Regions from separate parts of the Pan troglodytes genome. Here all the other regions are linked to region 3. The links are chromatin contacts, called in public Hi-C and HiChIP or PLAC-seq maps. All regions are on one chromosome and are shown on one strand. The core of a region is the stretch at or near the end of the contact, and the rest is flanking DNA. Distances in the headings are between cores, read along the strand shown.

The links. A called contact is a pair of places that touch in the nucleus more often than the background predicts. HiChIP or PLAC-seq counts read pairs in DNA pulled down with a chosen protein or histone mark.
Region 1: an H3K4me3 HiChIP or PLAC-seq map of stem cell-derived excitatory neurons shows a contact between it and region 3, with 3 times the contacts expected there. The contact joins the promoter of TIGD3 here to the promoter of SCYL1 in region 3. A contact is called at or near these places in 2 of 7 Hi-C or Micro-C datasets (induced pluripotent stem cells and stem cell-derived neural progenitor cells) and 1 of 1 datasets of contacts at active chromatin or transcription factors (stem cell-derived excitatory neurons).
Region 2: a Hi-C map of induced pluripotent stem cells shows a contact between it and region 3, with 3 times the contacts expected there. The contact joins the promoter of SLC25A45 here to the promoter of SCYL1 in region 3. A contact is called at or near these places in 3 of 7 Hi-C or Micro-C datasets (induced pluripotent stem cells and stem cell-derived neural progenitor cells), 1 of 1 datasets of contacts at active chromatin or transcription factors (stem cell-derived excitatory neurons) and 1 of 1 other capture datasets (stem cell-derived neural stem cells).

The regions. Positions count from the first base shown.
Region 1 is chr9:67,682,648-67,685,535 of NHGRI_mPanTro3-v2.0_pri, forward strand. TIGD3 (tigger transposable element derived 3) reads left to right here and starts at 1,303. Exons shown (of 2, transcript NM_001243843.1): 1 at 1,303-1,449; 2 at 2,285-2,888. The coding sequence starts at 2,301.
Region 2 is chr9:67,708,983-67,711,682 of NHGRI_mPanTro3-v2.0_pri, forward strand. SLC25A45 (solute carrier family 25 member 45) reads right to left here and starts at 1,341. Exons shown (of 7, transcript XM_063783073.1): 1 at 823-1,341. The coding sequence starts at 859.
Region 3 is chr9:67,848,021-67,850,720 of NHGRI_mPanTro3-v2.0_pri, forward strand. SCYL1 (SCY1 like pseudokinase 1) reads left to right here and starts at 1,305. Exons shown (of 17, transcript XM_063783090.1): 1 at 1,305-1,531; 2 at 1,841-1,981; 3 at 2,188-2,310; 4 at 2,391-2,617. The coding sequence starts at 1,421.

The DNA.
Region 1 (2,888 bases), core at 53-2,552, 170 kb before region 3:
CTAGGATCTGAACTGCCCGCAGTGCAGCCCTGCAGCCTTTCCCAGGGCACGTTGATGTGCACACAGTTTCCCGGAAGGCATAGTGAACATGTGGAGAGCTTACGTGGCAGCGCGTATGTCTTCAGTGTGTGTTTTAGAAGTCCAACTGTTGTTTTTATGTTTTTAAAGGAAAGATTTGAATCAAGCAGTTATGGGCCCCCTGAAGTATCCTTTTTTCTAGAACATTCTGAAAGTCATCCTTGCCTATGGGAAGCCTAGGCCGGCCTGCACTGTTATGTTCAATAAATAAGCAGGGTGCTCTGGGCTGGGGATTGTGTGAGGAGCAGAGCGCAGCCCGTCCTCATGCTTTTCCACTGAAGTAGGCCAGGCGGAGAGGGAGTACAGCAGTGGATGCGCTTTGGCAGCTGAGTAGTCCGAGAGCCAGAAAAGAAATGTGGAAAATAAGAACGCTGTAGCAGGCCTAGGTGAGGAAATTTAGGAAGGGTTTGCGGGAGGTAGGATTTGAGATGGGTCTTGGAGAGTTGGACAGTGTCAGCCGGTAGGACGGGGGTGCGGACGGAAGCCTGTGAGGAAGGCAGAGGATGCGGAGCTGTGAGCGGAGGGAGCAGCGAGGCTGGAGAGCAGCTGGGCTGCGGGTCAAGACGTCTGCGTTTAATTCGGGACTGAAGGTTAGCAGGGAAGGGAACGATGCCAGATCTTGAGTTTAAGAACTTGAATCTTGTACCAAATCTAATAAAATACTCGTCCTAAATCATTACTGGCCCAAGGATGCAGTGTTTCCGTGGCCGACAGACTCGAGCCAGCGCTGTCCATGGTAACCAGCTTTTGTGTGGCTTAAAGCTTGCGTCCATTTTCTCCTTTCATCGTTTTCCCAAAACAATTCCGTGAGGGCTGTTAGCCCTGCTTGGTAGACGAAGAAGCCGATGCGGCCTAGGGTCACAGCCAGGGAGGCTTTGGGACGCCAAGTCAGCTCGGCGGTCACCACACCACCTACAGGGCTCGTCGGGCCCTCGGGGTCGGCGGCTGCTGGAGGCGCCCAGGGGAGTCCTGCTGGTTCCTGGCTCCGCCTCCCGCCCCTCCGCGCTAGAAGCCCCGCCCCCAGAGGGGCTCGACGAACCGCCACTTCCGCAACGTCCAATGAAACTTAGCCAGGGGAGGGACGGGGCGCCACTGAGGACCAATCTGCTTGGGGTGGGGCGGGGCTGCAGCGGGTGGGTGCAGAGGGGCCGCACCGCGGACTTCGCAGCCGGGAGAGAGCCCGGCGCGGGCGGCGCGCACGGGACTCTGCTGTGCGCGCGCCCGCCCGCCCGCCGTCTGCGCAGGCCCTCGGTCCGCTCTGCCCTCGGGGTCGTGGCGCCCATCCCTCCCCTGTTCTGCTGTCGCCGCCCGGACAGGGGCTCGGGAGCCGGGCTGGGGGCAGGGGCTGGAGCCGCGGGACCAGCGCCTGAGGTGGGTGCGGAGCGGGAGGCCGGGCGGGCGGGCGCCTGGGGCCGCCCCGCCGACATACTCCGGGTCGAGGGGGAGTGACCGGCCAGGGCACGGAGTCCGGCTGCCGGCCTGCCTGGGTCCGGGCGTTCGTTCCCGCGCCCTGGGACCCTCCCAGGCCACCACCCTCCCCGCGGGGACACCCCGCCCCTCCGCTGCCCGCAGCCTCCTCAGGCCTCCCGCCCTTTGTCGCTCGTGCACCCGCGCCCTCGGCCCTGCCCTCTCGCTCCCCTCAGGACTGACCGTCGCCTAGCCTCCCTCTCAGGACCCGGCACCAAATTAGCCTCGCTCCTTCAGACACCCTCTGTCCCCTTTGTCGTCTGTACACCTGTCACCTCAACTCTGTGTGCATCCACCCACCTCCCGCCCCTCAGCGGCGTCATCTGAATCCAGCCCAAGCCGCCTCCCAGTCCCTCCCGGGGGCTCCTCCCCCGCAGCCCCGTAGCCCCACACCTGCCCCCTCGGCCCCAGTCCCAGGCCCTCGCCTGTCCGTACGCCTTTGTTATCTCTGCAGCTGTCCCCTGCACTTTTCATCCTTCTTCCCGAGTGAGGCCAGACCCCAGCCCAGACTCGCCTGTCCTTCTGAGTGGAGAGACGCCCCCTCCCCAGCTCTGCCCTGGCATCCTGGGGACGGGGCCAGCCGGCTTCCACTCGGCCTAGCCACTTCCTCTTTCGGCGGGTCCAGTCTCACCCGGTGCCTGCGCAAGTCCTCATCTAATCTCTTTTCCCTCCTGCGCTCCTTTCCTAGCTCTTCCGGCCTCAGATTACTCTACCCGCTCAATCTTTCCTCCCCGCACAGGTGCCCCAGAGAGGCCATGGAGCTGAGCAGCAAGAAGAAGCTTCACGCCCTGTCCCTGGCCGAGAAGATCCAGGTGCTGGAACTCCTGGATGAGTCCAAGATGTCCCAGTCGGAGGTGGCCCGGCGCTTCCAGGTTTCCCAGCCCCAGATCTCGCGCATCTGCAAGAATAAGGAGAAGCTGCTGGCGGACTGGTGCAGCGGCACAGCCAACCGAGAGCGCAAGCGCAAGCGGGAGTCCAAGTACAGCGGGATCGACGAGGCTCTGCTCTGCTGGTACCACATTGCCCGGGCCAAGGCCTGGGACGTGACGGGGCCCATGCTGCTCCACAAAGCCAAGGAGCTGGCCGATATCATGGGCCAGGACTTCGTGCCCAGCATCGGCTGGCTGGTCCGCTGGAAACGCCGAAACAACGTCGGCTTTGGGGCCCGCCATGTTCTTGCGCCTTCATTCCCCCCTGAGCCACCTCCCCCGGGGCTCACATCCCAGGCTCAGCTGCCTCTTTCCCTAAAAGACTTCTCTCCAGAGGACGTGTTTGGCTGTGCTGAATTGCCCTTGCTGTATCGGGCAGTGCCCGGCAGCTTTGGTGCATGTGATCAAATACAG
Region 2 (2,700 bases), core at 91-2,590, 140 kb before region 3:
CGGAGGACTGGGGACAGCTGGCTCTGGGGTGCTCCACGGAACCCAGACTTTTTTTTTTTGACACAGGGTCTTGCTGGTGTTGTCCAGGCTGGAGTGCAGTGGCATGATCATGGCTCATTGCAGCTTCAACCTCCTGAGCTTAAGGGCTCCTTCCACCTCAGCCTCTGGAGTAGTTGGGACCACAGGCGTGCGCCACCGCGCCTGGCTAATTTTTGTATTTTTAGTAGAGACGGGGTTTCACCATGTTGGCCAGGCTGGTCTCGAAATCTTGACCTCATGATCCACCTACCTCAGCCTCCCAAAGTGCTGGGCTTACAGGCATGAGCCACCGCGCCCAGCCTCTCATTTCTTATAGAGACAGGGTCTTCCTATGTTGCCCAGGCTGGTCTCAAACTCCTGGCCCCAAGTGATCCTCCTACCTCAGCCTCCCAAAGTGCTGGGATTACAGGTGTGAGTCACCATGCCCTGATTCTTTTTTTTTTTTTTTTTTTTTGTGGCAGGGTCTCATTCTGTCACCCAGGCTGGAGTGCAGTGGTGCAGTCATAGCTCACTGCAGCCTTGAACTCCTGAGCTCAAGCAATCCTCCTAAGTAGCTGGGACTACAGGTGTGAGCCACCATGCCCAGCTAATTATTTTGATTTTTTTGTAGAGACAGGGGCCTCCCTATGTTGCCCAGACTGGTCTCAAACTCCTGGGCTCAAGTGATCCTCCCGCCAGGCCGGAACTCAGACTTTGGTCTCTGCTCCTCCCATGTCACCCATCTTCCCCAGGAAGTGACCTACCATTGGGTGTGATGTGACAGAAGGAAGAAAAATGTCTCACCAGAGATCCAGCCAGCCACAAATTCCTCCACCGGCATTGTCTGGGCTTGCGGGAACTGGCGGCTCCAGCAGAGGAGACAGAGTTGAATTCCCCCCTCTCCCTCCCCTGGCCCACGCTGATAACCTCCCACTAATGTTTAACCCTGGCGGGAAGGTGAGAATTGGCCTGGTGCCCAGACCTCCGGCAACTGGCAGAGGAGAGCGAGCCAGTTCCGGTGACCCTGGCCACCTGGAGGAGTCGTGCAGAGTACAGTCTCACGGGCCAGGCGTGCCGGGACCACAGAGGCCCTGATCCCCGAGCCCGGCCAATGATCCTCGCTCTGAGGATGGCAACTGGGTTCCTGCCCCATGGTCGGGCCCCTCCAGGGCTGCCTTAGTCAGCAAGAGGCAAGCCCCTGCCTGCCCAGCCAGCCCAGCTCCACTCCCATTCATCTCCACCAAGGGGCACGGCCGCCCCCATGCCACAGAGAGAGGCCGGGTGCGGAGGGAGCGTGGCCACCAGGGGGTAGGCCCAGCCCGCAGTTGCCGCTGCGTGGCAGGGTGGGGAGGAGCCACTCCCAGGAGTGACTCACCAGGCCTGGCTGTTCTCTTCAGGGTTGTTTACGACTCCCCCGACTCCCCCGTGTGAGTCAGAAACACAGCCTTCCTCGGCCTCCTCCTTCCCAGGGGAAAGATAGGGGTTTTGATTATTTAAAGTGCGTGTTGATCTGCAATGGCACCATTCTGCTCAGTCAAAACCAAAACCCTTTCAAGGATCTGTGAGCCACAGGGTGCCGCCCATTCTCCTCTGACCTCACGTCCTGCCACCCACCCCCTTGCTTTCTCTGCTGCAGCCACCCGAGCCTCCAGACTCTTCTTCAGTCAGCCTTCTGTCTCCAGGCCTGTGGACTGGCTCTTCCCTATTCCTGGACACTCTTACCCTGGCACCCCTCCAGCTGGGGCTCAAATGTCACCACCTCGGTGAGGTCTGCCCTGCCTCCCCAGCTGGAGGCACTGCTGGCTCTTCCTCTCTTTCTCCATCACAGTTATCACCCCAACATACGATGGGAAGAACTTGTCTGTCTGGACAGGGATCTCTGGGTGTTCTGTGCACAGTGGGTGGCACGGGGTGGGCTCTCAATAAATCCTGAGTGACTGAATGAACGGAAATGTCAGCCAGCAGCATCAGCGGCAGCCTGGGGCTCCAGTTCCCTCTTCCCATCACCAAACGGCCCTGGGGAACATCAAGGCCCAGTGACACCTGCACCCTCCCCTCCAGATCTCCCCGCAGCTCCTAGTCTCCCATGGGGGACGCCCAAGGCCCAGTCCTTCTCTCCCTTCTCCTCTCACTGTGGCCAAGGCAGAACCCAGCCACCCCTGCTGCTTTCTCCCAGGTGGACAGATTCGGGAAACAGGACCTCCTACCTCCTGCCTCTGGAGCTGCCTGGGGCTCCTTGGGCCACCCCCAAAGATCATCCTAAAAGACCATCCCCAAAGACTGGCCTCTCGTGGTGGCTTGGGCTGCAGTCCTGGTTCTGCTTCTTATTCCTGAAACTGCCTTTGCAAAAACTATAACTGATACAGGCCGGGCGCAGTGGCTCACGCCTGTAATCCCAGCACTTTGGGAGGCCGAGGCGGAAGGACCACCTGAGGTCAGGAGTTCGAGACCAGCCTGACCAACATAGTGAAACCCCATCTCTACCAAAAATACAAAAATTAGCCGGGTGTGGTGACGGGCGCCTGTAGTCCCAGCTACTTGGGATGCTGAGGCAGGAGAATCGCTTGAATCCGAGAAGCAGCTGTTGCAGCGAGCCAAGATCATGCCACTATACTCCAGCCTGGGCAACAGAGCGAGACTCCGTCTCAAAAAAACAAACAAACAAACAAAAAAAAAACTCCT
Region 3 (2,700 bases), core at 55-2,554:
GTCTCTCGTCTCCACCTGACGAGAAATACCCACAGGTGTGGAGGGGCAGGCCCCCTTCAAACATGTTGGTCAGGCTGACCTGGAACTCCTGACCTCAGGTGATCCTCCAGCCTCGGCCTCCCAAAGTGCTGAGATTACAAGCGTGAACCACTGTGCCTGGCCCTCACCCCAGTTTATAGATGGGGGACCTAACGCACCCAAAGGGAACTGTGTGAGTTCTCACATCCAATGAGGGGCTGAACCGTGATTGAAACCCAGCAACGTCTCACTGTGGCATCTCTGCCCTTGAGTTATCTCCCAAAGGCATCCCAACCAGACTTTTCATAACCGGTCCCAGAATCTCACCAGTGCTCCATAGCTGTGGTTGAGGCACTGTCCCCAAGCCTGGGTCCTGAGACCCTACCAGCAGAGGAACCACTGCCTGTCCAGCCCCTCCTACACAGCTCAGGGGCTGGATCCCCACCAGTGTGATGTGCTGATTGAGCTAACACCACTCCATGGCTGTCTACACAGGCACTGAGAGATGCAATCCGTTGGCTTGAGAGCCGGGCAGCTGAGCCCAGGAGAGCAGGGTCCCCTCCCAGCCCTTTGGCCTCTTCCAGACTTGCCCAGTTGCTCCTTCTCCCTCCCTCCTTTCCTGGGGTCACTTCTTCTTCCCTCCTCAGTCTCTCCTTCCTCCATTCCCTGGGTGCCCGCCCCTGCCCCGGGGTTCTGGACCTCCATGGAACCTTGGATTCACTCTCTGCCTCTCACCCACGCTCTTTCTCTGGGGCGTCTCCTCGTGCTTTTCTCATGGTCACTTCACCAGGACCGACTCCTCCCCGGAGCCTGGAGGCACCCACTTGCTGGTGGGAGAGAGTGTCTGGCGTGGGGCCAGTCTCCCTCTTTGGGTCTCTGCCTCACTCCTCACTGCACCCTCTCATGCCTGTCAGTCTTTCTACCTCTCCCCCTTTTTGCCTCGGTTTCCCCATCCGTCTGTCCCTTCTTAAGCTCTCATCCTTACAGTACGCTAGACGGCAGGCTCTATTATCCTTTAGGATTTAGGCCTCTTTAGATAAAAGGGCTCACAGGCTTGGAGGGTTTTAAGTGACTTACCCGGCGGCGGAGTACTGATCTGAGTACCGCCCGCCGCCCCGGACTGCCCCGCCCCTCCCTAGCCCCCCATCCCCGCCCCTCCCTAGCTCCCCCATCCCCGCCCCTCTCCCGCCCCTCCCTTGTCCCCGCCCCTTCCCGCCCCAACTCAGGTTCTGCCCCACCCCGCCCCAATTCACGTACTGCTCCGCCCCGACGTAGGCCCCGCCCTGCCCCCGGGCCCCGCCCCCGTCAGACGCAGGCCCCGCCCCCTCTCCGCCCCGCCCCGGCTCGGGCGGCCGGAGGACCCGGAGCTAAGGCGCCCGAGCCCGCGGCGGCGGTGGGGACGATGTGGTTCTTTGCCCGGGACCCGGTCCGGGACTTTCCGTTCGAGCTCATCCCGGAGCCCCCAGAGGGCGGCCTGCCCGGGCCCTGGGCCCTGCACCGCGGCCGCAAGAAGGTGAGTGCGGCCGAGCTCCGTAGGCCGCGGTCGACCTGGGCCTTGCCTATTCCGCGCCGCCGGCCCCGTCGCGTCGCGCCCGGCCTGACGTGGCGGCGGAACCAAGGGGTAGCAGGCCGGGGAGGGGGCGGGCAGTGCCTACGTGGCGGGCGGAGGGACCGCGGGACCGACAGGCGGACAGGGCCGGGGTCACGTGGGCCCGGCGAAGTGTCCCTAAGGCTGACCTGGAGAGAGACCTGGCTGCGGGCCCTTGTCTTCCGGCCACACAACAGCTCTGGGACCATCTCAGGCCCCGCTGCCCTCCCCTAGGCCACAGGCAGCCCCGTGTCCATCTTCGTCTATGATGTGAAGCCTGGCGCGGAAGAGCAGACCCAGGTGGCCAAAGCTGCCTTCAAGCGCTTCAAAACTCTACGGCACCCCAACATCCTGGCTTACATCGATGGACTGGAGGTACCTGCTGCCTTGCCTGCCCGTCTCTGCCCCTCACGATGTCCTGGTTACCCACTCCTGTCTCCCCTCCTGCCCTGTTTCCACCCTATGTGCCCCAGCACCCCCAGATTTGGTTTCCTCTTCCCCATCTCTCCCAACTTCAAGTCGCTTATCTCTCCTTCCTCTCTGCCCCTCCGTCCTTGATAACCCTGTGTCCCCTTCCCCAGACAGAAAAATGCCTCCACGTCGTGACAGAGGCTGTGACCCCGTTGGGAATATACCTCAAGGCGAGAGTGGAGGCTGGTGGCCTGAAGGAGCTGGAGATCTCCTGGGGGCTACACCAGATCGTGGTGAGGTGGGGGGCAGTGGTGATGAGAGCAGGGATGGGGGCTTGCAGGTGCTGGGGCGTGATGGCTCCTTTTGCCCCCAGAAAGCCCTCAGCTTCCTGGTCAACGACTGCAGCCTCATCCACAACAATGTCTGCATGGCCGCCGTGTTCGTGGACCGAGCTGGCGAGTGGAAGCTTGGGGGCCTGGACTACATGTATTCAGCCCAGGGCAACGGTGGGGGACCTCCCCGCAAGGGGATCCCCGAGCTTGAGCAGTATGACCCCCCGGAGTTGGCTGACAGCAGTGGCAGAGTGGTCAGAGAGAAGTGGTGGGTGACTGGGGGCAGCGCGCCCCAACCTGCCCTGTCCTGGAGGCCCCTGCAGCCTCAGGACTCCTAGACTAGTTGGCACT